Linked DNA regions of Hordeum vulgare: all the other regions are linked to region 3. A link is a contact called in public Hi-C and HiChIP or PLAC-seq data. All regions are on one chromosome and are shown on one strand. The core of a region is the stretch at or near the end of the contact, and the rest is flanking DNA. Distances in the headings are between cores, read along the strand shown. Region 1 holds the start of LOC123448778 (aquaporin SIP2-1). Region 2 holds the start of LOC123448779 (CBL-interacting protein kinase 31). Region 3 holds the start of LOC123446533 (serine/arginine repetitive matrix protein 1-like). Region 4 holds the start of LOC123448781 (calmodulin-1).

The links. A called contact is a pair of places that touch in the nucleus more often than the background predicts. HiChIP or PLAC-seq counts read pairs in DNA pulled down with a chosen protein or histone mark.
Region 1: a Hi-C map of leaf shows a contact between it and region 3, with 2.8 times the contacts expected there. The contact joins the promoter of LOC123448778 here to the promoter of LOC123446533 in region 3. A contact is called at or near these places in 2 of 6 Hi-C or Micro-C datasets (leaf and seedling).
Region 2: an H3K4me3 HiChIP or PLAC-seq map of embryo shows a contact between it and region 3, with 3 times the contacts expected there. The contact joins the promoter of LOC123448779 here to the promoter of LOC123446533 in region 3. A contact is called at or near these places in 1 of 6 Hi-C or Micro-C datasets (seedling) and 1 of 1 datasets of contacts at active chromatin or transcription factors (embryo).
Region 4: a Hi-C map of seedling shows a contact between it and region 3, with 2.5 times the contacts expected there. The contact joins the promoter of LOC123448781 here to the promoter of LOC123446533 in region 3. A contact is called at or near these places in 1 of 6 Hi-C or Micro-C datasets (seedling) and 1 of 1 datasets of contacts at active chromatin or transcription factors (embryo).

The regions. Positions count from the first base shown.
Region 1 is chr4H:413,580,446-413,583,354 of MorexV3_pseudomolecules_assembly, reverse strand. LOC123448778 (aquaporin SIP2-1) reads right to left here and starts at 1,260. Exons shown (of 3, transcript XM_045125781.1): 1 at 588-1,260. The coding sequence starts at 905. LOC123448777 (alpha-L-arabinofuranosidase 1-like) reads right to left here. Exons shown (of 18, transcript XM_045125779.1): 13 at 2,755-2,826; 14 at 2,580-2,683; 15 at 2,436-2,492; 16 at 2,014-2,212; 17 at 1,797-1,940; 18 at 1,349-1,655. The coding sequence ends at 1,500. It overlaps TRNAE-CUC (a tRNA gene), which reads right to left and starts at 1,316; the gene lies at 1,244-1,316.
Region 2 is chr4H:413,713,666-413,716,766 of MorexV3_pseudomolecules_assembly, reverse strand. It overlaps LOC123448779 (CBL-interacting protein kinase 31), which reads right to left and starts at 1,509. Exons shown (of 15, transcript XM_045125782.1): 1 at 1,401-1,509; 2 at 485-726. The coding sequence starts at 676.
Region 3 is chr4H:414,064,191-414,067,454 of MorexV3_pseudomolecules_assembly, reverse strand. It overlaps LOC123446533 (serine/arginine repetitive matrix protein 1-like), which reads left to right and starts at 1,540. Exons shown (of 2, transcript XM_045123108.1): 1 at 1,540-2,602; 2 at 2,837-3,264. The coding sequence starts at 1,732. The coding sequence ends at 3,225.
Region 4 is chr4H:413,771,828-413,775,057 of MorexV3_pseudomolecules_assembly, reverse strand. LOC123448781 (calmodulin-1) reads left to right here and starts at 1,555. Exons shown (of 2, transcript XM_045125784.1): 1 at 1,555-1,755; 2 at 2,782-3,230. The coding sequence starts at 1,680. The coding sequence ends at 3,155.

The DNA of each region.
Region 1 (2,909 bases), core at 11-2,510, 480 kb after region 3:
CACACAATTATCTGCAAAGCCTTTCTGTTCTTTAACATTATATGTATCCACGTGTGCCCCATATAACATTAAATCGAAAAATATAGTAATGGCTTAAGGCATCCATAATGTGGCCAAATACTGGTGTCATATTCAGATTTTGGCATTCTGGCACAACTTGCTATACCTGCCCGTTGTAACAAAGACAAAGGTGTGCTGATTTTTTTTTATAGAGGCCAATATATTTGTAATATATTGAACAAATGTGTGTTGTTCCCAGTACATAGTACTCCATCCGTTCCTAAATATAAGACCTTTTAAAGATTGCATTATGAACTACATTCAGATGTACATAGACATACTTTAAAGTATAGATTCACTCATTTTGCTCTTCTTGTGAAACCTTATATTTTGAAACGGAGGGAGTAGCAACGACAATGCCTCATGGATCGGTTATGAGATAGTGGTATATTATAAGATGATATGGCCCGCAAATAGGTACCGGTCAAATCGTGTTGGCTCCTCTGTTGAAAACAATAAATACTAGGCACATGTGTTCCGGGAACTCAAAAGTGGAGATGGAAGGATGAGGCAGAGCGACTAATCACCTGCGCAGGGACCCGTACGAAGACGGTGAAGAGGTAGAGGGCGGGGCCGCCGCGGGAGGCCAGGGCACCGGAGATGGCGGTGAGCGGGTTGTAGGAGGCGCCGCCGGTGGCGGATTCGAGCCAGGCGAAGAGGAACATGTAGACGACAGAGAGCGAGACCTTGGCGGCTTCTCCCTCCGGGCGGCCCCCAAGTCCGAGCACGTTGTACACGGCCAGCTTCACCAGCGCGCCCGCGCACACCCACAGCACCGCCAGGACCAGGTCGCCAACCACCAGCCAGGGCCGGATTCGGCCGCTCGACGCCGGAGCCGGAGCCATGGGCGGGCGTTGGGGGGGAGCGGGGCGGAGGCGGTGTCTGCCTGCCGGTGCTTTGAGGCCACGGGATTCTCCTCTCCTCCTGCCGGGATTAGTAGGAAGGAGGCGAGCGAGAAATTTGGAATTTTAAATTTGGGAGCGGGTTAAGAATAGATTCCCTTATTAGGATAGGATGGCCACCAGCACGACTGCCAAGGAAGGAGGTGCGCGTCAATGATTGTTCACCACGGGAACATCGGACAATATTTTCCACATGTTTGTCAATACTGTCGTTTCAAGGGCGCAGTTCCTTGCAAAAATATATACTATACGAAATCCTTTTTTTTCGAGCCCCAAAAAAATTCCGTCGCCGGGACTTGAACCCGGGTCTCTCGGGTGAGAGCCGAGTATCCTAACCACCTAGACTACGACGGAGAATCTGTCCATGAGAGTTAGACCAAGGCCTATAATCATAGATAAGCGCTTGCCTTTTGACGCATATATATGTATGTATGTAAAATGTACATCGACACACGCCCACATTAAGTTTATGTTTATTCCAAGTTCATGATTTGCACTGAGAGGCGGTTCTCTCGTCTATCGCATTCCTTTCTGTATTCACACACTTGAATGCAAGCTTGACTCTGGGACTGGATGCATCATCGTGCTACTGCTCTGGTCCAAGAGGAGATCAAACGAGGTGAGGGCGTACGGATCCAGTACAAGACTCATCTCCTCCCTCGCATTGGTTATCGGGCTTTCCACCGGCACCACCTATTGCATTCCATACAAAAGTTCAAGACAAAACATTGCAAGTTTACAAGCACCACTACAGCTACTAATCCAATACGGAACAATTCTCACGCCCAATTCACTTTGCGGTTACCCGAAAGAAAACAAGTCAATGTAGCATACCTTGTCTGGTTGCTGGAAGGAATTCTCATCCCATAGAGAACCAGATGTAAGTACCGTCTTTATGGAGCCAAATGTCTGAATCCCGTTCTCCAGCCCGGTTATAGAGATACTAAGATCTACAGCTTTGTTGCCGAAATTTAGAACCTGACATAAACGGATTTGGTTATTTAAATGTTCATCGGACCTGTTTAATTCTAGGACAATGGAATAAATGCACCTTTATTTTTAGGTAAGCATTTCCATCTTTAGAATTCTGCCAAGTGATAGCCGATGCGACCAGTTGGTTATAGTTCGATACTTGAATGGTAGATGGATGAAGTGCTGCACCACTTGAGTCCTTGAAGAAGTGTAACATCCAGTAGTTTGGACATCCATAGTGCTGCCACGAGTTGAAGACTATGGCATCTGGACTCCACCTATTAAGCACAAACGTATTTTCATGGATACCACAGGCATCAGTAGAAAAATCGTAATGACGTGCAAGTGTATTTCTCTCTCCAGAGATCCTTCCATCTCTCTACAGTAATTCAAGTCAAAGGATTATCTAAATTTCAGCTTAACTTCAAGTAGACAAACTGTAGCATGTTTTCAGAATTACTCTGTGACTGATTTACTGATACAAAGCGTTGAATCATTTACCTGCGATCATTGTCATTTACGAAGAGTGGAGCACAACTTGCCATTTCAACAGCGTCGCTGCATACAAAAAGTAGGAAAAACATGCAAGCTCACAATGGCTGCTCTGATCACCATGATACCAAACCAGAAGCAGAATACAAGAACCTGTTTCTTTCTAATCCAATAAGAAATGCAGCTTCAGCTAGAGCAGCTACTAATGTTCCTCGGCCAGCATCATTTCCAGTCACAGCATATTCACTAACAATTGCCTAAAAGTTTACACAGGGTACTGGTTAGTTGTAAGTATGAGAATTGACGTTAATAGAAGCGCAGCTCGTACCTTTGGTCCACCTCGGCGTGTGCTGTCAAACATGCTAGATTTGGAAAACATATCACCAGATGAGGTATAGACCTACCATAGAGCGGATGTCGAACATTGCCAATGTATTATTAATTTAATTAAAGCTGAATATATATACTTTATCTAAGTGAAGA
Region 2 (3,101 bases), core at 260-2,759, 350 kb after region 3:
ATAATGAAGAAAGATTGCAACTGTGCATCTCAGCAAAAAGGTAAGAAACATAATCCTTTTGCTGGCTGTGGTAAAAAAAAATACTACTCCCTCTGTTCACTTTTGTAAGACGTTTAAGACAGATGAAATTGAATTGTTTTAGGTGTTGTCTTAAATGTCTAAAACGTCTTACAAAAGTGAACGGAGGGAGTAGTGGTATTCATGAAAGATGATATGGTTGACTGAACTTTAAATTGTTACCACGTGCATCTTATGGTCTGGTCTGATCTATTACTCCCTCCGTTCCTAAATATAAGTCTTTCTAGAGATTTCACTAACGGACTATGTACGAATGTATATAGACATGTTTTAAAGTATAGATTCATTCATTTTGCTTCGTATGTAGACCCCTAGTGAAATGTCTTAAAAGACTTATATTTAGAAACGGAGGGAGTATATGATATGTTCAGATAACAGGAATATGAGGAAACTGTGTGATAATGACCTGTTCAACCAATCTGAGCTTCTGAACCTTCTCCTTGTCGAGGATTTTGATAGCAACAGGCTCCATAGTTTCAGTGTTCTTTGCGAACCTGACCTTTGCAAATGTCCCTTCCCCGATGGTGCGGCCGAGCTCATACTTGCCGACACGGCGCTTCACCTTTGGTGACAATGCGGCTCTCTTGGCCCGATACATCTTCCCACAACCGAAGGTTACTGTCAACCTTCAAAATGCTCTTGGACGACCTGCAGTTGCGCAATCAAATCAGGCTTTGGACACTATGAATTTGGCTTGTGCCATATTTTATCATGAGGCAGCCTTTACCATCTTTTCCCAAAAGGGATAAAAGGAAAAACAGTAGAAGTAGCGTAGATCCTAAAGATCTCAGGATCCAGGAACACTAAACAACACCTGATCATCTTCATCAATATAAAATGACCAGACTAGTCCAAAACACTCAACCCACTTTGACTTTACTAATATAAAAGGTGGCAAAGACATACGGAGTATCTACAAAAAAAAAAGGTGGCGAAGACCATGAGAATAAGATGCATCATCCCAAGCTAAACCAGGGACATGTGCCTGCGGCCGAAAGGCGAAAAAATCATGAAAAGTACATGGAGGTCACACAGTACAGGAAGAATCTCCAGTTGGTAACCTATGAATGATCCTACCCGACACAGTCACCTAAGATGGAGTTTTCCAGAAAGCAGTTTACAGACATGTACTTTCTGGAGCAAGGTAGATAATCCTAGCTTAAAAAAGTGTGTGTGCTGCTCAAATGAAGAGCAGAAAGAGAAATGAGTGGTGATAATGAGCCGGAAATTCCAGATCAGAGCTGTATGTAGGTCCCCGAGTAGCACAAGAAAATGCAAAATTCTCACACCGGCACGGTAGGGAACAGATTCAGGGGCCTTACCTTCAACCCGACGAGGTAGCAGACAGCAGGTGGAGCTTGGCAGCAGATGCAGCTAGGAGCTAGCGAGGGTTGGTCTGAGGAGGAAGAGGATGCTGTTGCTGTGGATGCAGAGGAGGAAGAGGGATAAATAAGGAGGGAGGGAGGGAGGGAGGAGGTGGGGGGGTGACACTGACACGTACGTACTCGCATAGCTAGCTGGGCCTGGGCAGGAGGAGCACCACCACGAGAAAAGGACATGGGATCGGGATGGATGCGAGCAGAGCAGCCGCTGCTGGCGTACGTAAGTTTGATTGCCGACGCTGCCTTGCCACCTCTTTCAGTTCCCAAGGGCTGCACCTGCACCTGCACTGCACTGCATGTGCATGGCCTATCCTTTTCGTCCCCTTCGTTCTACTGCTGCTTTTCGATTCTACTCGAAAAAGAAAAAAGATCCTGCTAGCACTAGTGGTATTTTCAACATACTCCATGAAGAACGTTGTGTGCACCAGAGACCAGAATCAGACCAGGGTACGTGGATAAGGTTGTGCTCTTATCAGAGCTATGCAGCGCAACTCTCTTCTCTACTCTCTAGTACTGCTACATGCTATATGAATCTTCAAGCCTTGCGAATTCGCCCCCGTATACAAAATTAACTGTAATACTTCTTCCGTTTTTAAATATAATTTTCTTAAGAGGTTTTAATAGCGGACCAACTGGAATGGCCAGCTGATTTGAACGATAATCTTGGTCACTGGTCATTTTTGCTATCGTGATAATCTTTAACTATGCATATACAACTTTGCACGTAGTATATGCCGTTGTAGGGAATATAATACTTTTACACGAGGGGAGTATATCCGCACCAGTTTGGGCCTGCTGTTTGAGAAAACAAAACCCACCTGTTTGGCGTGGGAACAATATTCTACCATTCTCCGTGGGCTTTCTGGTCACCGGTATGTGTTACGTGCAGAGATAAATTACAAGACACGAGCTGTGTTTGGCATGACAACTTTCTTCACGGCCTGATACTGTACATGGCCACGTACTACTAATTTCGAATTAAGATGCTGGCACCCCCCCACCTTACTGTTTTTGGTTGCGGCCGCTGGAAACACGAGGGGGGCAAACAAAAGGAGCGACGGCACAACCACCGATTGAAGTTTCGCGACCTCTGGCTAATGTCGATGGCAGTTAATATCCTGCCTGCTTCGATGTGGAAATGTGATCTTATGAGCAGGCGAGGCGTGACACGTCCACATGACAGGGAAACCCCGGCCATCTGACGCGCGCAACATATTTGGCGGGAGATCTCACACACGAATAAATTAAGCGCAAGTAAATTAAATTGCCTTGGTATAGAAACCCGGCCGGTACATACCGTAAGCTGGAGATAATTGCAGGACACTACCACACTTGGACATCATGTAACGAATCGATACCAATAGTCATTTTTTTATGCGTGTCAATACCATCTCATAGCCTAATTGTTGTAATACGATCTGACACATGTATCTGACGTACCGGGCCCGCATGTAAGTGTCGACACGAACCGGTTCGGTCAGTCTTTGTGTCTCGCTCCAACCTGGTCGACCAAGCCAGTCGCCTCCTTCCCTCTTCTTCTCTCCTCGCACTCTGCCCCTCTCGTCGCCGAACCTCGTCGGCCGCCACCACCTCCGCCACGCCATGGTTTATGAGGATGATAGTAGCAACGACCTATCGAGC
Region 3 (3,264 bases), core at 291-2,790:
TTTATCAACACTCCTGTGACTATAACCATTTATCCACGCTAATGGATCAGATGACGCCGTTTGTATTGACCTGAATTCTATCATCACATGAAATGATGATAAACATCGTAGAGAGCGACGGTAGAAAAATGATCGGATCTAAGAAAATAAAGAACGAGTCAAATTGAACTAAACTATGCTAAAAGGAGACGTAACAGTGAAATCGTCCTCCTCCCGCGCGCGCGGTCGCACCGTTGCTGCTTGCTTTCTATAGATATAGATATAGTACTCCTACGCTAGTACCGTAGTAGCTTCGATCGGCTGGATATATTTTATCAAGATCCCCACGGTCCTCATCTCAGCTTCAAGTTATTCAGATTTCAGACGCGCCGCGGCCCGCACATGTGATAGAAAGACGAGGCGGACAGAGGGGAATGAGTGAGTAGCACTCGTACTACTAGTGCTGGCACAGCGGTAGACTAGTGTGTCGAGCATAGAGCTACTGCGTGTGCACAGGGTGCCAGTGTGGCGCCACGTGGTGGTGTCTCCCAAGGTACAAAAGAGCTTAGGATCCGTTCAGACCTCCACCTCGTAGCGATGGACGGATCGATAGAGCTGGAGCCTTTTCTTTTCTTTTCTTTCCTGCATGCATGGCCTCTTTTGCTTTCTACCCACTCTCACACTATGTGCTGTGCATTTCTCCTCTCGATTCTTTCATGCTTTCATGTCTAACCATGCCGCCGCATACTCTTTCCTTCTCTTCTCTCGCTTAACTAAACCCTAAAACAATAACACATAATTGAAGTAGAACGGTTGATCCATTTGTAAACCAGCATAAGGTTGAATTAGTGCAGAACGCACGCATATCCCAGAGGAGAGTGGAAATGGTTAAACTTAACATTTCTTACGCTTCCAAAGCCATTGTTTCTGGTAGCAGCAACAAGCAGAAAGAAGAGGAAAATTGATGTACACGCACCCGTCATGTGGAAAGCTTTAGGTCTTGATCCATAGAGGCCAGCCGGCACCGAGTCGTATCTTGAGACTTTAGTATATTTACAGGCCGGAGGTGTAAACTTGAAGCTAAAGCAACGGGAGGAAAAACAATTGCAGAGCTGCATGTCTCATGATGATGCTGGAAAACTCGATATTCTCCCTTTTTACCATGTGATGCTTCTGCCCAGCAGAGCAGAGCAGAGCACCACACGCCCCAAAATTCACCGACCAAAATCCTGCTCAGGCAATTATCATTGCCAAGTTCCCTCGAGATGCATAATCATCCAGACTATTGTTCGTTAATCCCCACACCACACCACCCGGCTTAGGCTAGTTCTACCCCACTCTGTGACACACCACCGTACTTGCCTGCCGTTTATATTAATGTCAGGTTAATTACTCACTGCTTGCTGCAGCATGCTGCCCGCCTGCTCCCGAGCAAGGTGGCTGAGCTAGCTAGGCTTCCACTACTGCATAGTGCAGTTTAGCTCGTGTACGTACTCCTCTCGCGTTCTCAGCGCTCCTCCAGCTTTTGTCCCGCACCCCTCTGCTAACAAAAGCTCGAGCTGAGGAATGAATAACCTAAAATACCCTTCCTATTATTAGGGCCCAGGCTGTGGGCGCCGGGGGTGACGCAGTCATTGCGCGCGTCCTCTTGGCCAATTATAATGCCACCCACGCTAACACAGCACGCGGGGCCAGTGTAGCTAGTTGTACCTCTCTCGCCTCCGACACCGACGAGTCAAGAGTCAAGACGCGATGCAGCCGACGGAGTCCGCCCAACGCCGGGCCTCGTCCACAGCCGCCACGGCGCCCCGGCGAAGCATGGGGTGCATGGCTGGCCTTCTCCGCCTGCTCTCCCCGTACCATCGCCACCGGAAGCGCCTGACAGCCAAGAACGCCACGCTCGAGGCCTCCCTACCGCCGCCGTCTCCACCGCCCATGAAGAAGCCGGGAGCGTCGCCGTCTCCACCGCCCGTGAAGAAGCCGGGAGCGTCGCTGTCACCAACGCAGGCCCCAGAGAAGCCACAGACGCCGACAGCCGTCCGACGGCGGCGTTCATGCGAAGCGCCTCGGAGCCCGACGATCGCTCCGGAGTACCGCCGGGCGAGCTGTGACAGCCCCAGGCCGCCGCCGCCAGCTATCGTCGCACGCCTAATGGGCCTGGAGGAGTCCGCGCCGGCTTCCCCCGCCACGACCCCGCGGCCACGACCGCTGCCGACCCGCCCTCCTCCTCCCCCGCCACCAGAGATGGCCGCGGAGAAGCGGCGCAAGCTGCTGGGCGCGCTGGAGAAATGCGATGACGACCTCCAGACACTGCGGCGGATCATCGCGGCCGTCCGGGCTGCCGAGCTGCGGTCGGCCGCTGCATCCGACGTCTCGCCGGCTCCAGCAGGGGAAGGCAAAGGGGGCAAGTGGATGGACGGCTCGCCGCGGGCGGTGGCACAGCATCCCAGCCCGGACTCGGTGCTGGACGCCATCACCTCACCGAGATTTCCATGCAGGAAGCGGTCGTCTCCATGCACACATCTCGATGCAGACAGCAAGCCCGAGATTACCCGTTCCAGTAACGATGCGCTCATAGTACGATCCAAGATCGTGAAGCCGTCCCGAACACTTGTTTTCTCCGGTACGTGGTGGTATCTCAGATTCTCTGTCGATCTGATACACAGTTTTCCATATAACTCACATATACATGCACGCATTTTATACTACTCCGATCTGCACCGTCTTAGTTTCCACCAGATTAATGAAGTTTAAGTTTATAGGGGTTTACGTGCCACATCAAATTTGTCAATTGTCATGGAAAAATATGCGGCAGGCTTCACGGTAACACGTGTGGTTTCTCGTCTCGTTTATGCAGGGGACTACTGCAAGATCAAGCAATACTGCAACGAGCTGCACGCCATGGCCATGCATCACCACCCTGCGACGGTGGCGGCTGTCGAGGGAATGCCGCGGTGGACGCCGTCAGCAGCCGAGGCGAAGGGCTGGCAGCATCGGAGACGGTGGGGGCTCCAGGGCGAAGAGCGGAGCCGAGCGATGGTGGAAAGCGTAGGGGAGGTGTGGGGGGAGAGCGCCGGCGAGGAGCGGTGGGAGGCCGGCCTCGTTGGCGCCGCGCTGGAGCGGGCCATCATGCAGGAACTCGTCTTGGACGTCGTGACGGAGCTGCTTGCGCACTCCGAGGGGCCGTTTGGCCACGGTCACCACCACGGCGGCGGTGCCATGTGCCGGAAGAGGCTCTGTTTCTGAGCGATTTCGCGTGCTCTGCTCTGGCTTTATTCGTACGTA
Region 4 (3,230 bases), core at 306-2,805, 290 kb after region 3:
GGTGGTGCTCTACGCCGTGGTAGGCAGAGGAAGCGAGGCTGGGAGAGGAGGGAGCAGACGACCCTATGGCGGGACAAGCGACGACTACGTCATCTGAGTTGTTGAATTTGTGCCTTGTGCAGTGGGGATAAGGGATGTGTGTTGCGTCTGTGTGGTGAGAGGTGAGGAATAGCTTTTCCTTTTTGAGGAAGGCAATTTATTTATTCGGAATAAAGAGGAATAGCTTATTTTCCCTTTTCCCTTGTGAACCGAGAGGTGTGACTATTATGCAATGAGAGAAGTGTCAAATATTCTAGAAATAGCAAAAAATCTTTTAAAGAGAATAGCCAAACAAGTGATCTAGAGAATGTCCTACGTTGCTACAAAGCGGGATGCGACTCACTCCACTCAAAGAAAAATATGATGCGACCCACTCAGCTCAAGGTGGTCACGCGCTTGCATCTAGCGGCTAGCCAATGTATGCAGATTTTGCGTTCGTATACATTCATTGACCAGTTTTTCTTGTCCACCGTAAAAAACATGCATACCATATACTCCATTCGTTTTTAAATACAAGTCTTTTTAAAGATCTATTACAAACTATATATGAAACAAAATGAGTATTTTAAATATGTCTATATGCATCCTTATGTGATTCATACTGGAATCTTTAAAAAGCCTTATATTTAAGAATGGATGGAGTATATATTTTGGACTCATCCTCTACATCGCATTCGATAAAGAATAAAGCTATGAGATACTGAAATTACTGAGATTTTCAAGAAACTCCAATAATGCACTTGAAATAGCATTTCACAACTTATATTCTCTACTGGCTGATATTCCAACGAGCACGCACAAGTATATTTATCTATTTTATTTTCATATTCAACATGCCTGCAATTATTTTATCATTTTTACATTCAAGATAATAATAGTTTATCCATTACAAAAATATGTTGGGTTATTATGTACTTCCTTCATTTTTAAATATAATTTTTTATAAAGATTTCTATACAAACTACATGCATACATATGTATCTAGACATATTTCAGAATGTTGATTTACTTATTTTGTTCTGTATATAGTATGTATTGAAATATAAAAATATATATTTAAAAACGATGGGAGTATATGATTTTATGTTCTTCATGCATATGTTGTCAAATTAAATTTTTAATACATTGCAACTAAAAAGAAATAATGGAGATGCAGGTGAAGTGGGAAAACGGAAATACATTGCATCAAGTACACTTATCGACTGTTGCTTGAAATATTTTCTATACATGTAAAATTCGAAATGCATTATCTTTCAATATGCTATCAAAGAAATATATTAAAAGATCCGTAACAACGCATGAACATTCTACTAGCATTACATGTAAAAATGGCTTTCTTCCGCAAAAAAAAATGTAAAAATGGCTTTGTTTGAATATATAAGGCAAGGAGGGCAGTTGGAGTAATTCGCCCCGCGACGTTAACGGGGGCGTGGACGGCGGAACGGACCGGACGGGGTGCGGGCGCGCATAAAGCCCGGCAAAATTCCCCGACGCGAGGCCACAAATCGCTCCCGGCCCCCCCTCCTTCCTCCTCTCCCCCGCCCGTACGGTCAAACAAGAGACCCCCCACCCCCCTCTCTCCTCCACCTCCAGTGCTCGCCGCGAGAAGCCGAGAAGGAAGAGCCTGAGAAGGTTGCATCATGGCGGACCAACTCACCGACGACCAGATCGCCGAGTTCAAGGAAGCCTTCAGCCTATTCGACAAGGACGGCGACGGTAAGTAATTTCTGTAACTCCTTGTTTTCTTGTCCCCCTCATAGAAACATGGTGTGTTTTCTCCTACTTATGCTGTGATCCGTCTCAGTCTGGATTCTCTTCGCTTCCCGTTAACGAAGAAACAAGAACACCATTTCATCATCGATGTCTACTCTCTCTCTTTGATCTAGCATAGAATTGGGAGTTAGGGACATCTTATGTGTTACATTAGATGGCTAGAGACTGAAAATTTATGCCCAGGCGTCCAGTAGCCGGAATGCCAGATTAAGGATCGCACATACTGCGTCGAAAGCAAAGGCAAATCGCGGCGCGGCATGCCACCGCCCTGCCGTACTCTGTACTGCCGTCTAGTGCACGGCTGCGGGTCACTATCTCGCGTAGTAACTGCTGTGGAAATTATGTCATCAAATCGATGTGATTGGGTCACGTCAGATTTGACCTCGTCTCGGATCCAGATGTGGCGAAGCGCTAGATCCTACCCGGATGTGGAGTAGTCAGGGCCGTCCAATGTCCAATGTCAGATGCTATAGGTTGAACTTGGCCATGGCAGGGGCAACGGGTCTGCTAGTACCATCCCCTTTGTATGCTGCTTTCATTATGGATCGTATCTGCAGATCTGTTGGAAATTCTTAGGGGGTTGAAACCCAGATCCAGCTATATGATACTAGTACGTAGTAGTACAATTTTAGCACCAGGGAGAATCCTTTGGTGTTGGATGGGGCTGATCAAGTGGTACTAATTGATTTTGGACCTGCTCAGACTTTAGTTTTGGCCTTTGATGCATATGGAGTAAGACTTGAACCAGTTGTTGTAACAGCGTGGTTTGATCTCTGTATGTACCACAGTAATTGATCTCTGTAATAGTACAGAGACGTTGCGAGTTTGATCCATTGTACATGGTGGTTGCTTCATGCGTGCATGTCTGATTAACTTTTTTGTTTGGTTATGATGCTCACTCTGGATATGAAGATGTGATTACCGACTCAGTCAGAAACGTACCTGAAATTGCCGTTGTGTGCTGGACAGGTTGCATCACAACTAAGGAGCTGGGAACAGTCATGCGTTCGCTGGGGCAGAACCCAACGGAGGCAGAGCTCCAGGACATGATCAACGAGGTGGATGCAGACGGCAACGGCACTATCGACTTCCCGGAATTCCTCAACCTGATGGCTCGCAAGATGAAGGACACCGACTCGGAGGAAGAGCTCAAGGAGGCTTTCCGGGTGTTCGATAAGGACCAGAACGGCTTCATCTCGGCCGCGGAGCTCCGCCACGTCATGACCAACCTCGGCGAGAAGCTAACGGACGAGGAGGTGGACGAGATGATCCGCGAGGCCGATGTCGACGGCGACGGGCAGATCAACTACGAGGAGTTCGTTAAGGTGATGATGGCCAAGTAATCCCGCCGATGTGCCGGTGGACGGTGGTATTATTATTTACCGGGGAGGAGGAAATTGTGCTATGCATATTAGTAG